Linked DNA regions of Rattus norvegicus: region 2 is linked to region 1. The links are chromatin contacts, called in public Hi-C maps. All regions are on one chromosome and are shown on one strand. Each heading gives the region's core, a stretch centred on a gene start, on an enhancer-like site or on the middle of the called end of the contact. The rest is flanking DNA. Distances are from core to core; before and after follow the strand shown. Region 1 holds the start of Ccdc198 (coiled-coil domain containing 198). Region 2 overlaps Slc35f4 (solute carrier family 35, member F4).

Region 1 (7,937 bases), core at 2,132-4,631:
TGGAATTTTTTTTTTGTAAGAGACTCAAGGATCTTCAAGTTTTGATCCTCCAGGGAATCTCCAGTAGATACCAAAGGGAAAACTATATTCAATATCCAACTGTGGTTGCTTATGGCCCATTTAATAATAGAACCTTATTTGCTCAATATTAGATTGTTCAGACTTTAATGTTCACTTCTCATTAGTAAATAATGCCAGTGAGTGGTTGTCTGGTTTCCTACGTGCTTCTGCAATAACAATTTACTATTTAATTTCTATAGTAGTCTGAACGGTGTCTGAAAATTTCACCCTGGGCATATTTCTTTTCTTAGCAAAGGGCAGGGCGAAGAGAATGGATGACTCTAGGAAGTCCATCATAATGAAGGAAAATGGATCAAATCACAATCCTGAGAACAGAGGTAAAGAATTATTTCCATTTAAAAAGAAGACTTCTCAAAGAAGTACAGGCCGACAGGATCTCTCCTGAGAGACACAGTCAGAATACAGCAAATACATAGGCGAATGCCAGCAGCAAACCACTGAACTGAGAATAGGCCCCCGTTGAAGGAATCAGAGAAAGAACTGGAAGAGCTTGAAGGGGCTCGAGACCCCTTATGAACAACAATGCCAACCAACCAGAGCTTCCAGGGACTAAGCCACTACCTAAAGACTATACATGGACTGACCCTGGACTCTGACCTCATAGGTAGCAATGAATAGCCTAGTAAGAGCACCAGTGGAAGGGGAAGTCCTTGGTCCTGCCAAGACTGAACACCTAGTGAACGTGACTGTTGGGGGGAAGGTGGTAATGGGGGGAGGATGGGGAGGGGAAGCCCATATAGAAGGGGAGGGGGAGGGGTTAGGGGGATGTTGACCCGGAAACTGGGAAGGGGAATAACAATCGAAATGTAAATAAGAAATACTCAAGTTAATAAAGATAAAAAAAAAGACTTCTTGCTGGCTTTATTTTTTTTTAATATTTATTTATTTTATGTACACTGTATCTGTATCTGTCTTCAGAGACACCAGAAGAGTTCATCAAATCGTATTACAGATGGTTGTGAGCCACCATGTGGTTGCTGGGAATTGAACTCAGGATCTCGGGAAGAGCTGTCAGTGCTCTTAACCACTGAGCCATCTCTCCAGCCCCCTTGCTGGCTTTAACTTACTCTTCTCTGCTTGTCGGAGTTCTCTCTCTCTCTCTCTCTCAATCTCTCTCTCTCTCTCTCTCTCTCTCTCTCAATCTCTCTCTCTCTCTCTCTCTCTCTCTCTCTCTCTCTCTCTCTCTCTCTCTCTCTCTCTCTCGCCAAGCTCACACTTAAAGCCCCTGGATCTTGTTTCTTGTCATTCAAATGTAAAACGTGTCTTCCCAGAGAGCAGTAAAATCCACATATCTCATTATAAGTGTTCACTGAATTTCTCTAGAACCTAAAATTACTAAACAAGATTACTCAACAGTCTTGCCTTGAGGCAAGTTGGAGGAAAGCAAGAACGAGAGCTAAGATTTCTCTCTGAGAAAAGCAACCAACTTCATAACTTTGGCTCAAAGCTAGGCTCACTGTTTCTTAAAGGAGATAGCCCAGCACTCCAAGCTGGAACCAAGGTGTTCTGATAGCATCTTGGTGGGAATGAACACAATTTTTAAACACATAGTTTGGTTTCCTCTTACCTAAACATACACAGCTCCTGAGGATGGGTGTGGAGAATAAAGGGAGGAATATCATTGGATCTCTTTGTTCCTTTTCCTAATGTGGCCACATTGGATAAATCTCCTTTTTCTTTCTTTCACTCTTGGCTTATTAAGGATGAGTGGTCCAGCCTAGCTTGTTAGAGCGGCGAAGGCCCAAGCTCTAACCCTACCAATTCCTGTACTTTTCTTGGGAATCTCCAGGCCACATTGCCTGTGGAGCTGTGCTAGGCTAGGGGCTTTGATTGAACACCTTTAGAAATGGTATATTTGGCTCTTGCTTCCTGATTCTTCTCATCTTCCCCAAGTCCTCATCACCCTCTTTTCTCTGTGCCATTCCTCTTAATAATTGTTACCCTGGCAAGGTATGATGGCAATGCCTATAGTCCCAGCACTTGGAAAGAAATGGGATCATCGATTTGAGACCACCATGGGCTACACAATGACCTGAAAGACAGTCTGAGCTACACAGCAAGACACTGTCATAGAAGACAAAATAGGACTGTGCAGATGGCTCAGTCAGTCCAGGGTTTGCTGGGAAACCATGAGGTCTTGAGTTTATTCTCATAGCCCATATATAAAGCCAAGCACAGTAGTGTACATTTATAATACCAATGCTGGAGAGGGAGAAACAGGCAGATCCCTAGGGCTTGCTGGCCAGCCAACCCAACCCAATAAGTCAATGGGAGAGAAACTCTGTCTTTAAAAAAAGAACAAGGTGGATGATGTCTAGATGAGTAACACTCAAGGTTGACCTCTGGCCTGAACATGTACACACACAACCACACACACATACACACACACACACACAAGAAAACAAAACAATAGCAAAGAAAACAATAAACACTTGCACTGGATGTAGCTTTCAAAGAAATTAATCCTTTCTGAGTCTCATTTCTCATTTCCTAATCACCATGATAGCTCTTTAGCAAATAGATTTCACAACATGGAAAATATTTTTAAGTCCTCTATGGAGGTATGCCAAAAGCACCTGTGATCTGTGGTCATGAACAATTCAAACATGGACATGAGTTCCATTCTGAGTAAAGGACTGAAATAAAAATTACCCATAACGCCATTACTCAAAGCCCACTGTTCAAGACATTGGCACATTTCCCTCCATTTTCTTTTCTACTTGAAAAAAAAGGACATAATAAATAGGATCTATTTGAAAATGGTTTTTATTTGGATCAGTTATTTAAGAAATTTGTTCCTTCATTCCCAGCAGGGAGATTAGGAAAATTTCCTTACTGTTTTTTTCATTCTCCTGTAATGTACTCATTTCCTTCAAAGGTAGCTTAAATCATTGACAGAAAAATCAGATGAAGCATTATCTGCCCCTGCTTCTTTTCCTAACTGGAAGACATATTCTCTAATTAAAATTATAGATTAGCAAAGCCCTAACTCATTAGCATCTGTCCTCTCATTTCTAACAACTTAGCTTATCCAGGTTGTTAGTACTTCCTAACATGTTTACTATGAAAGGGGGCCTCTAAGACTTCTCTAAAACCCTGTTCTGTGTGTCTGGTAATGGCCTGGGGTTGGATACTTGTTTAATGATCAATGAAAGCTTCTCTCCATGTAACTGAGTTTTTCAGAGAGTAGAATAACCAAGTCAATGTTTAACTGCATTCTTTAGTTCTGGAATGGCAAAGTAGAAGTTGAAGGGAAGTCTCCATGGAAACCAACCTCCCAGGAAGTGGCCAGAGAAGTTAGTGTCAGGGGTACAGAACAGGGAGGATGTCATGAAGGAAACACCTGCTTTGGTAAGCCAAGGTAAACTCCTGAAAATACTTAAATCAAGCTCTGTAAAGGCTCTCAAGCCCTCTCCATCATGGTTTTCTTCTCAATATTTCAAGGAACATGGGCCTGGGCCACTCCAAGACTCACCCTCAGGTGATCAAAGTCACACCTTTACAAAGCCAAGAAGCGAAGACACCCTCAACTTGCCCCGTGTTCTTTGCATTGAATCGGAACCTGGAAGAAAAAAGTTCATACTCATTCACGAGACTGCAGGAGCAAAATCGAACTCTGGAACAGCTACCACCTCTTAGAGAAACCTGGTATGGAAGACTCCCTGCAGGTATGGCAAAACCAAACATGAGAGCTGCATGTCTGGGACTTGGGAGGGCTGTGGTACATTTACATGACTGTCTCCATGATCTCTGGAAATCTAGATTATTGAAATGTAGGAGAATATTTTTCACTGAGGACTGATTGCTTGTCAGATGAATGTCTTCTGTTAAATTTAATGCTTGTATCAATTCTGGATAAAGTGCTTTTCACCCTTCTGTATAAGGGAACACCGTCTGGTTTCACCTGAGTCTGTGGTGATTTCAATGCCTATGCCCACTTCCTTGTGCAGTCACAGAGAATGTTGACAATCGCAAAGGCCACAGAAATTACAAGGCCACATGTGCTAAATGGTGACAGTAGTGCTTCAGTTGGGAGTCTAAATTTAAGCTGTTGTCTCCATGGGGACTTAATGCATGAGGCTTTATAGTTTTGAGAGTAGGAGGAGTGTAGGAGTAGCCCTCTCCAATGCGAATTGTGAAACCAACCCAAACAGAATTGATTTATTACACGAGAGACAGTGGGTGAGTCACCCTTCCTTAACCCCATGTTCTTCATGGTCATCACAGAACTAAGAAACTTTTTCCCACACTGATGGGGAAGCTCTGGGCCTAAAGTGGCTGCAAGTTGTTCTTGGATATTGATTATGATGTGTAAAAATGTCTCCTGGTGACCATAAAGATAATTAAAACAGATATGCTGACTTGGGATGAGAAATCCATGTTTACATGTGTTATCTGGTTACATATTCCATACATTTGTGTCATCTTTTATCTTCTTCACACTCCGTATCAATAACACAAATGGACTCTTCTTCCCTTCATTTGGGGAATGGGGGAGGATTTCATGCTATTGAACTTGTGAGCTGGAGTTACAGCTCAGAGATAGAGCACTTCGCCTAGTACATGTGAGACCCTGGATTTCATTTCCAGTACAGAGGGAGATGTCTTAAGACTAATCGGTAAGTTTCTATTTTCCAGGCTAAATTCTGTGTTTGAGTAATACCTGTGACCAGTACATAGTTAACTTTGCATTTTTTTGCCAGCCCGGGGTGATACAGAAAGAATAAATCAGACTAAAATGTTGTCACCTGCATTCGTGCAGGAGCCCTGCTCTGTGTGTCTCCTCTCTGCATCCAACCAGTGAGTTAGGCGTGTGTAATTGAAAGATGCAAACTGTGTAGATAGTCACCCTGGATGCCTAACTTGACAATAAATTAATGGTCTATTATTATTGCCCCTCCCCCCAATCTTTCAAGTATCCAGGGCCGTGTATCTAGACATCCCACTGAAACATGAAGAAACGAGTATTATCAAAAGGCATCCACCCCGAAGAATTCAAGTAAGATGAATTTAAAAGTCTTCTTAAGGAATGTCTTTAATAACTTACACCCCTTTTCATCCATAATCATAGAAGAACCTTAAATGCCTTGTTAATGAGATGCAGTTACAAAGAATATTGACGGTTGCAAAGGCCATAGTATTAGAATTTCCTTTAGCAGTGATGTCACTTCTGAGGCTCATAACCCCCTCCCCAAAAGGATGTGAACAAGGAAATAGACAGAGATTTAAAGGACCCAAATGTAGCACTTGGTTGGCTGAACATTTGAAAATGGCAGTTACTACAACTATTTAAGTCAAACACTACACAGGCCTCTGATACTTCTACCCTTTGGTGTAAATGTCTCCATCTCCCCTTAGTCCCATCCTTTAATCATCCTAGATGTTGTAAGCAGTTGTTGAAGTTAGGGACTCTAGAGCCAGATATTGTCGTGCATCACCTTAACCCTAGCCCTTGGGAAGCAGGTGCAAGCAGATCTCTGTAAGTTCAAGGCCAGCCAGGGCTACATCATGACTGACTGAAAGAGAGGGGATAGGGGAATAAGGGACATCAGAGAAAGAATTTTTAATGCGTCCACCTTGATTTAAAATTATTCCCTTTAGAGAAGTATAAATTCCAATAGGACAGCTCATCCTAAAAAGAGAAAGAGATCAGAATGGGTCCTTGGAAAAGAGTGTCTATGGGGTTCTCTGTGAGCAGAACAAAGGAAGTAGTCAAACCCTTGCCTGCCACATTCAGCCAGATGCCCAGACTGGTTCCAGGGGTTAATGGAGTTCTTTGTTGAGGACTGTTGTCTCAGTCGGTTCTTACGGACTTGTCTTCTTTGAAAACTCAAAATTACTATGAAGTGATTATTACCTTTAGTTCCAAAAGAGCATTTCTTCCAGAAATTTTAGAAAGTGCAAAGATAATGTTTAGTTCAAGAAAAGTAAATGGTAAATGTAATTTATCAACGTCTAATTTAAAAATATGAGCGTGTTTCTAGCTTAGCTGAGAATCCTAAAGCCGACTTTATTCCTAAACTAAGTACGTCCTCTCAAGGGAGTATTTAATACATGTCCCTATGAGTCCCTGACACTGGCTAACTCAAACAGAAGAAATAGCTACAACCAGAGAAATATATTCATATGGTACTCTCTAGACCACAGAATAATTTTAATATTTATCCTAAATAGGATAAGGTTAGGTTTTGATTCCCCTAAATTCAAAAAGAGGACATGGATATTTCAGAGTCTGACACTGTACCCGCAAATTAGCAAACCACCTTAAGATCAAAGAATCAAGACACATTATCTGAGCACAAAGACTATGCTTTCTTTACTCAGTGTTACGTATTCAGCCACTGACAATACGTGCCACACAGAAGTTTAGTAGTGAAGGAAGGAAAGGAAAGGAGGCTCGTCATCAGGAAAGGGAAACATGCCAAGTGTACAAAGATACCAATGTGCTTAGTTATAAGAATATTGGGACTTTTGTTGAACCCAAGAGCCGGAAGACATTAGACTTAGCAAAGTTCTGAGAGGCAAACTTCTATATAGCTTGCCTGAGTTCTATACTACAAACGTGCTTTCATTTCCCCCCAAAGATCGGTGTTTTCTGTGCCTCGCGGCCACCCTAAACTTGAATTGTATATATCCAATCGAATGGACACAGTTGCCTGACCGTGGCTGGGATTCCACATTCCTGTGGAGGAGAGATCTGATTGGCTCAGCTTTACTAATGGTTCTAGCTCTGACCCAATGAATTGGGAGCAGAAGACACGCTTGTGCGGTAAAGATGTGGGCAGAGGAGACGCCCCGCAGGCTCTGGAGTCAGCTCCCAGATAAAAGGGAAATCACCAGGAACTTGGCAGACGCTCCTAAAGATATCATCTATAATTATCTTCACAAATGAGGCTCGGCACATTTTTTTTTCACCACAAATGGGTTTTTGAGAGAATAATAAATGCTGGGTTCCCATGACATGCTAATTAATAGCCTGGTCTCTGCCAAAGAAAATTCTAAAAGTATTTTTAATTATTAAACCAAACCTAATTGCATCCTAAATAATTCGAGTTGGGTATTTGGCAATTTCCACTTCCTGAACATCTCTACTCCTAAAGGAGCACCTCTTCCTGGAGGTGAGAACTAAGCTTCTATGCTTAGGGGCTCTTAATCACTAATGCCTCTCCTCCCCGCCCCACACACACCCATGTTGATCAGCAGCCCCCTCTGGCCTGCCCATCTTCTCAGTCTAACAGAAATGTCCTCCTACTAACTTCCTCGCCACCCCCGACCCAGTTTGACTCAGGTAGTCTAGCTGGATAATTATTTGCTTTCCAGAAAAATTTTTTTCAAATTTCAGCATCCCTATAAGGCTCACCCTGAACAACCTGTTAACCACTGCAACCCCATCCCAGCAGCCCTGATTCCCTCAGACCTTCTTTCTCATGTCTTCCCACCCCACCCAACCCCCCTACACTAAGCTACAGATACTGTCCTTGAGGTTCCCTAATTCTAACATGTGAATTGAAAGTGGTACAAAATCCAGTTTTATCTGAACTCTGACGTTACCACAGGAGAAAATTTCCCGATCTCGAGCGATGGTTTGCAGCCAAAAAGCAGAAACGCTGAAAATACTGTGTAAAATTACCTTCAGTTATGCCTAGCCAACTGTGCCTAGCAAACACGTGAAACAAACTGTGTCTAGTCTTGGGTCCCATTCCCAAGATGTCTCATTATATACATGCAAATATTTGGAAAGCAAAAATAAAATCCCAAATTGGAAACACCACTGGTCCCAAGAAATTCAAGCAAGGGATACTGAACATATATAATATACATAGTAGGATTTGGTACACACTGGCACCAAAGTCTCA
Region 2 (7,937 bases), core at 2,268-4,767, 200 kb before region 1:
TAAGCTTTCAAAAGCCTTTGCCATTCCTGATTTGTTCTGCTTCCTACTCAGAGATCAAGATGTAAGCTTCCAGCTATTACTGCAACGGCATACCTTCCTGCCTGCTGTCATGTTTCCTACCATGGTAGTTATGGACTCTAACCCTCTGAAACTGTAAGCCCTAAATAAACTCTTTTTTTCTGCAAGTTTTCTTGTCCATGGTTCTTACCACAGTAATAGAAAAGTAACTAAAACATAGCTTAACAGTTATTATCATACATTGATAGAAGATGAAACTTACTCAAAGAAAGATTAAATTGCTTCCCCAAGATCACAGAGGCAGTGAAGAATCATTGCTCTAAATATTTAATACTATTCTATCTTAGATCTTCTTTTTTTCTTTTTTTCTTTCTTCTTTTTTCTTTTTTTTTTTTTTTTTTTTTTTTTGGAGCTGGGGACTGAACCCAGGGCCTTGCGCTTGCTAGGCAAGCGCTCTACCACTGAGCTAAATCCCCAACCCTTATCTTAGATCTTCTAATTGAAAATATTCTCTATGTCATAGTTGTATTAAGGAGATCTCTCTCTCTCTCTCTCTCTCTCTCTCTCTCTCTCTCCTCCTAACCCCCTCTCTCTCCACCCCCCCACACAAATTTGAAGCATATTTATACATAAATTAGCTGGAGAAATAGAACATCAAGATACCTCTTGAGGCTGGCTATATGGATACTGGAGAATACATTAAAAAGTACAGAGTAAAAAAATGTGGCTTACAAAATCCAAAGCAAACACATGTCTAGAATGTATTTATCAGACCCATGAGGAAGTTAGCCAACAAGGCTGATTTAAAGAGAACTTTAAAGACAGAAATGTTTCTATTTGCTGAAATAAAAGACACTTGACTAAGATTGCTCATTTAGACTTTAAAAGTGGTTAGTATTCCACAAAAACACAGAAGCTACAGTCACATTTCTTCCAGACAGAAATTACTTGTATCTTTCAGTCAATTCATTTGTATTGCCATATGTGGCGGTTTGAATATGCTTGGCCCAGGGAGTGGCACTATTAGGAAGTGTGGCCTTTTTGGAGGAAGTGTGTCACTATGGGGTGGACTTTGAAGCTCCTACGCTCAGGTTCCACCTGGTATGAAAGAGAGCCTCCTTTTGGCTGCTAGCAGCAGCCAGTCTCTTCCTGGCTGCCTTCAGATCAAGATGTGGAACTCTGGGATCCTCCAGCACCATGTCTACCTGCACACTGCCATTCTTCTTGCCATGATGATGATACTAGACTGAATCTCTGATACTGTAAGCCAGCCCCAATTAAATGTTTGCCTTCATAAAGGTTACTTTGGTCACAGTGTTTCTTCACAAGGATGGAAACCCTAAGCCACCATTTATCTTGGTTCTTCTATTACTGAGATAAACACCAAGACCAAAAGCAATTTGGAAAAGAAAGGGTTTTTTTTTCACTTTATTAGTTAAAGTCCCTCATGAAGGGAAGTCATAGTAACAATTCAAGGAAGGAACATGGAGTCATAAATGGAATGGCGCAGAGTGCTGCTTACTGGCTTGCTCCCTGCAACTTGCTCAGTCTGCTTTCTTTTATCACCCAAGGCTATCTACCCCCAGGGGTGGCAATGCCCCCAGTGGGATAGGCAGTCTCACAACAATCATTAGTCATGAAAAACTTGCCTACAGGCCAAGCATGAATATATATGAGAACATACTACAGAGTGAGTTGCGTGGGGATGCAGCATTTTATAGTCTTGAAGCTGAAACCTTAGAATAAAACATAAAGGCAGGAGTGGGTAGCATTGTTGTTCTTGGCAAAGATCTCTTGGCTCTGACATCGAAAGCACAAGCAACAAAAACAAAAACAGAAAAATGCAACAACATCAAACTACAAGCTTTTGCACAGCAAAGCCAACGGGCGGAAAAGGCAACCTTTAAAATTATAGGAAAATTCGCCATGCATTTCTCTGGTAAGGGGTTATAATCGAAAACATGTAAGGAATAACTGGTTGCTCAATGGGGAAGATGCAAGGCTAAGTCCTGGAGGTCTGCAGCGTAGTATTCTGCTGCATACATAGCAAGATTGGCTCATGAGCTTCCTTTTGCAAAAAAAAAGTGCAAGGAACAATGGAGCATCATAGAGAAAACACTAGTAGGAAAGATCAAGAACCAATAGAGAGTCATTGACCTTGGTAAACAAAACAAGAACATCAGGACAGAAAAATGATCCAGGCCGGGTAGCTCATGCTTATAACCCCAGATAAGTCTCCTCGAAGGAGACTGAGGCAGGAACACTGCCAGTTTAGGTCAGCCTAGCCCAAAGTAAGTCAAGGTCAGCTTGGGTAATTTAATGGCATTGTGCCTCAAAATGAAAGATGGCTAGATGGGCCAGCTAAAACAGAACTACTTTAGCTCTGGACACAATAGTCATACAGAGAGAGAGAGAGAGAGAGAGAGAGAGAGACAGAGAGACAGAGAGACAGAGAGACAGAGAGACAGAGAGACAGAGAGACAGAGAGACAGAGACAGAGAGACAGAGACAGAGAGACAGAGACAGAGACAGAGAGAGACAAAGAGAGAAAGAGAGACAGAGTGACAAAGACAGAGAGACAAAGAGAGAGAGTGAAAAAGACAGAGAGAGTGAGACAGAGAGACAGAGACAGAGACACAGAGAGAGACACAGAGAGAGACAGAGACAGAGACAGAGAGAGACAAAGAGAGAAAGAGAGACAGAGAGAGTGACAAAGACAGAGAGACAAAGAGAGAGAGTGAAAAAGACAGAGAGAGAAAGGCAGAGAGAGAGAGACAGAGACAGAGACAGAGAGAGTGACAAAGACAGAGAGACAAAGAGAGAGAGAGAGTGACAAAGACAGAGAGAGAAAGGCAGAGAGAGAGAGACAGAGAGACAGAGAGAGAGACAGAGACAGGGACAGGGACAAAGACAGAGAGACAGAGAAAGAGAGACAGAGAGAGTGACAAAGACAGAGAGACAAAGAGAGAGAGTGACAAAGACAGAGAGACAAAGAGAGAGAGTGACAAAGACAGAGAGACAAAGAGAGAGAGTGACAAAGACAGAGAGACAAAGGCAGAAAGAGAGAGAGAGAGAGAGAGAGAGAGAGAGAGAGAGAGAGCAAGCCCCGATTTGAATTCGTCATTTTTCTCCCTGAATCTCCTATCCCTGCTGTCTGTTATCTGTCCCCAACAAAGAGCTTTGCATGAAAAACACAGAAAGCATGATATGGGAAAGAAATGAGGAATCTCCTATCTCAATCAAAACATTGTAGTGTGGTTTACCAGAGAAGAACGTTCTTAACTGACCTTCTTGTTCAGGGCACGGAAGACAAGACAATTTAAAATTGAAGAATGCGTTTAGCTTAGCCTGCAGAAGCTGATTCCATAGGAAGCTCATGGCATAGTAAGGCTTGCTATGTTGTTATGTTTTTAAGCAGGCTGAAGACACAGTAGGGAAACAGAGTGAGTACATAGTTTCCCATGGTATCAGGACATGTTATTTATTAACTTACTTCAGTTCGAGAGTTTGGTAAAAATTAACTCTGGCAGGCTTTGCCCTTCTCCCCATTCCCTCTGCCTCATTAACAACCATTAGATTACATTCCTAAAGCTGGCCACCAAGGTCTACTCCCTTATTTGACTACTTGCTCCTCCTGAGACTGACTCCCAAGGTCCAGCTACCAAAGTATTGAAGTCCAGCAATCATAAGTCCCCTATGGCTCACGTAATTAATATGACCAATTAAAATTTAACACCTTGTCCTAACACAGGGTTTCCCCTTTTACCTTTATAAACTATTTGCCTATGGGCCACTTCTGTCTCCTCTCTGTCCACATGCAGTCCTTTGTCCTCCTGGATAAATACCCTTCCCACTCTCCTTTGTCGCCTCCCCTTTCTCTCTCTTCCTCTATCTCCTGACTTTGTCTCTTATTCCCTGCCTTTTGTTCCTCTAGGGCAAATAAATCTGCTTTGGGGCTGAGAACTTGGCCTTGATGGTCCTAAGCCAATACCAGTCCCTTCAGGAAGAGGATCAGGAGTTGGTTTGCGGCCATCCTCATTTACTTAACCACTTTAAGCCCAGTATGGGGTACATGATATTCTGCTTAAATTCATACATACATAGATAAATAAATGAATGAATGAGAGAAATATTTGTTTGTTACTTAGTAATAGATCCCTTGCTTAGCATGAGTAAGGTCCTAGTTTTGATGCGCAGACTGATTTTGTAAGAAAGAGAGAGATTTGGACAGAGAAGGAGGAAGAGGAGGAGATGGAGGATGATAAAAAGAATCTAGGGGTATATTGTTGTGTTAGAATAGAACACCAGGCCAATAATGGTCCCACGTAGAAGAGGGTTACTAAGAATGATGGAGACAGAGGGGGAAAGAGAGAGAGAAGAGAGAAAGAGAGGAAGGGACAGAAAAGGTCTACCATTGAACTTCAATGTAACTGCTCCCAGGTAAAGGTGAGAGTTGAACCAAATGTATGCTGGGAATGTGTGGCCGTTGCCATGGCAACAGATGCTCATGTCCCTGTTGCCTGCAAAAGCAGTTCCTGAGACCAACAAATATAATAAACATAAAGGTACGGAAAGTCTGGAGGTTAAATCTATATGAACAAATAGCTAAGATTGTTTTAGGTTTTATAAATTATTGACTTGATAAAAATCTAGAATAACCTTGAAGTCTCCTGAGAGGGATTTTTCTTGATGGTATTGATTAAGGAGGGATGTCCCAGGATGGATCCTAGACGGTATAAATGGAGAGGCAGCACGCATTCATGGCTTTCTTCTTCTGACTATGGATATGATGAGGCCAGCTGTTTCACACTCCTGTTGCCTTGACTTCCCCAAGCTTGATGGAGTATCCCTTGAACTGCGAGCCAAAAGAAATACTTTCTTTCTTAAATCACTTTTATCCGGTCATTTTGTCACAGCAATGGGACCTAAGATATGTTTGTTCTTTAAGGATAATGTAACAGTGAAGTGTGGAATTGAGTACCTAAGTAAAAATAAAGATGTTTGTAGCAAATTAGTTAAGTTACTTTGGCTCCTGGTTGGTTGCACACATTGCACCCACCCAAGAGATCTCTGGACTCGAGAATGAAAACACACATACACATACACACACACACACACACACACAAACACATACATACACACATACACACACATACACACACACATACACACACATACACACACATACACACACACACACACAGAGCAGCTAATTTTGATACACCTTGACTAGTTCAATGGCTGAGCACCTCTAAACCTCCCCTCTGCTAGCATGCACTCCCCTCCGGTATACCTGAGTTAACATATTTTAAAATCTATATTTCATCTCTGCTACCCCAATCAGAGGAATGGCCCCTAGGGCCACTTTCCTAGAATCCTGCATGTTGGTGGGCCTTTAAGTCATGTTCTCTTTGCTCCCCCATCATGGAGATTCTCCTGTTCTTCTCCCTCTTTCCTTAGTCCCTTGCCTGCTCAATCTAAAAGTCCCGCCTCCATCTCCCCGCCCAGCCATTGGCTGGAGGGCAATTCTTTATCACCAATCAAAGCCAGCTGTGGGCAGGGACCCTCAGTGTCTGGAAGTGAGGCTTTTGGGAGCCGAATTAAGACAAGGCATTAGGACCAATTCCCAACAGATGATAAATGAATTCACAGAATCTGAGAGAGAAGTGGTGAAAGAAAACCACTGGAAACTTTTTAATCTACATCGTGTCATATTATCGCTTGAAGGTGAATCACAATGTCGTGTGAATGTGTGTGCGTGCACATGGGTGCATGTGTGTGCATGCATGTGCACCCATGTGCACTAAAAATGACAAATAGAGTACTAGAGTAATGAAATGAGAATCCTCACATTTACAGTTGATAAAGCAACAATGGAAATGAGAGCTTGTTTGGAGGTTCTAGCAGGGGAGCGCAGCTACTCGTATACCCTTGACCGAAGACCGACCGGTCCTCCTCTATTCGGGGAAGGTCGTCCTCTTCGACCGAGCGCGCAGCTTCGGGAGGGACGCACACGGAGCGGTGAGGGAGGAAGGGGACACCCGCCTAGCCAGCCAGATCAGCCGAATCAACCCTGGCGATCAATGGGGTGACAGATGTCGCAGCCAGATCGCCCTCACATCCGCAACAATGGAAATGAAATGGGATGATTAAAAACCCCTACTTCCTCTAAAGGAAGGAAGCATAAAAAAGGAAGTAGAACCCAAAACAGACGAGACAGCAAAACAACAAACAACAGGACGCTACATTTAAACGAATTCTGAAATGCCAGACATTATAAACAGAAACCATGCCAAAGCACACCAAGACATACTTCATTCTGATCACGAAAGCAAGTCTTGAGTTGAAAAGGAAGTTAAGTTATAAGTGGAAAAGGTCTTTTTCTCAGTGGAATTAAATTGAAAATCAATAACGGGCAGACATTTGAAATCTCTCCCTGAAACATTTGGAAATGAAGTGAAGAACTTACAAGAAAAGGAGTTCAAAGTTTCTCTGAAGTTTGAACCAAATGGAAGCCAAACACCACACGCTGCTGGAGAGGAGGAGAATTTATTACCTCAGATGCTTGTTTTCTGATAGGCTTCCGGGCAGGAGAGAGGGTATTCTGAAAAGATGCTTGAACCCCTCACTTTGGCTATCAGACCGTTGAAACAACAAACCCCAAGGAATAGAAATAAAATTTCATGCTGACAAAAGGAAAAGACTAAAGGTGAGGCTACCCAGAGGAGGCGAATTTGTCTCTTGACAACTTTGTCGGTAACCTTGCAGGAGCAACTGAAATCCAAAGGTAAATTCATCCTGGGCAGGACCACATCTCGGATTGTTCTGCTTTAACATGCAGAACCCTGCCCACTACTCAAATCCAAACCTTGTACAAAGACCCTGAACAAGTGCTTGGATCCCCTTTGTCCCTATTGTCGATGTGACCACATTGAACAAATCATTCTTTTCTGTGTTTCACTATTACTTTGGTCAATCTGTTACTTATTTTAGTTTTTAGAGAGTAGGTTGATGTAGCCTTGACTGGCCTGGAACTTGTTATATAGACCAGTCTGACCTCAAACTCATGTAGATCCACCCACCTCTGTCTGTAGAGTATCAAAGGCATGTACCACCATGCCTAGGTAACTCTTTTAATTGAGGATCAGTGGCTAAGCCTGGCTCATTAGGGCTCTACCAGGATACAGCCTTAACTCCAGGAATACTGTTATAAAGGATGAAAGGCCTCAAATCGAAGTCCACGGTGTGCACCTTAAGGGAAGAGCAAAGAGGAGAAAAGGAATTCAAAGCAAGAAGATGTGAGGAAACAATAAAGTCAGAACAGAAACAAACGTAAGAGAGAAAGAGATCAACTACTCCCCAAGAAATTCTCTAGCCATGAGGAGATGTGGATTAGCAGAACAGGAAAACTTCTGCTGCCTCAACTGGGTGTTAGCAATCTCATAGTGAGATGTCAGAAAAGAGTGGATGGCACAGTACAGAGAGCTCTGGATAGAGGACCTGGTAGCCAGGCTTCCCAGTTTGATACTCTTCTCATAGCTCGATGACCTTGGACAAATCCCTTAGCACACTCAGCATGCTCACAAAAGTGCTGTCTTTCCTGAAAGCCTGGCAGAATTAGAAGCAATGAGACAGGGTAGTACAGAAAGCAGTTGACATAAACCTTTCTAATGCAGCAACCCTTTAATACGGTTCCTCATGCTGTGGTGACCCCCCCCCCGCCAACCATAAAATGTATCTTCTTTTTAACTCACAATTGTAATTTTGATACTGTTATGAATCATGATGTAAACATCTGATACGCAGGATCTCTGATATGCGACCGCTGCAGGAATCACAGGCCTCCGATTGAGAACGCTGCTGTAGTCAAATGCTTGTCACAAAACAAAACAAAACAAAACAAAACAAAACAAAACAAA

What was found. A called contact is a pair of places that touch in the nucleus more often than the background predicts.
Region 2: a contact with region 1 is called in a Hi-C map of liver, with 2.6 times the contacts expected there. The contact joins the enhancer-like site here to the promoter of Ccdc198 in region 1. A contact is called at or near these places in 3 of 12 Hi-C or Micro-C datasets (kidney and liver).

Annotation. Positions count from the first base shown.
Region 1 is chr15:25,001,986-25,009,922 of GRCr8, reverse strand. It overlaps Ccdc198 (coiled-coil domain containing 198), which reads left to right and starts at 3,381. Exons shown (of 7, transcript NM_001427732.1): 1 at 3,381-3,432; 2 at 3,526-3,749; 3 at 4,998-5,080. The coding sequence starts at 3,530.
Region 2 is chr15:25,199,346-25,207,282 of GRCr8, reverse strand. All of the region lies in intron 1 of Slc35f4 (solute carrier family 35, member F4), which reads left to right. Among named protein-coding and RNA genes, the nearest start is that of Slc35f4, 110 kb to the left of the region's middle. Within about 2 kb of position 3,517, at least 4 of the 93 cell types and tissues checked have an H3K27ac peak or open chromatin away from gene starts, as enhancers often do. A contact at or near this core is called in kidney and liver, where this site is marked.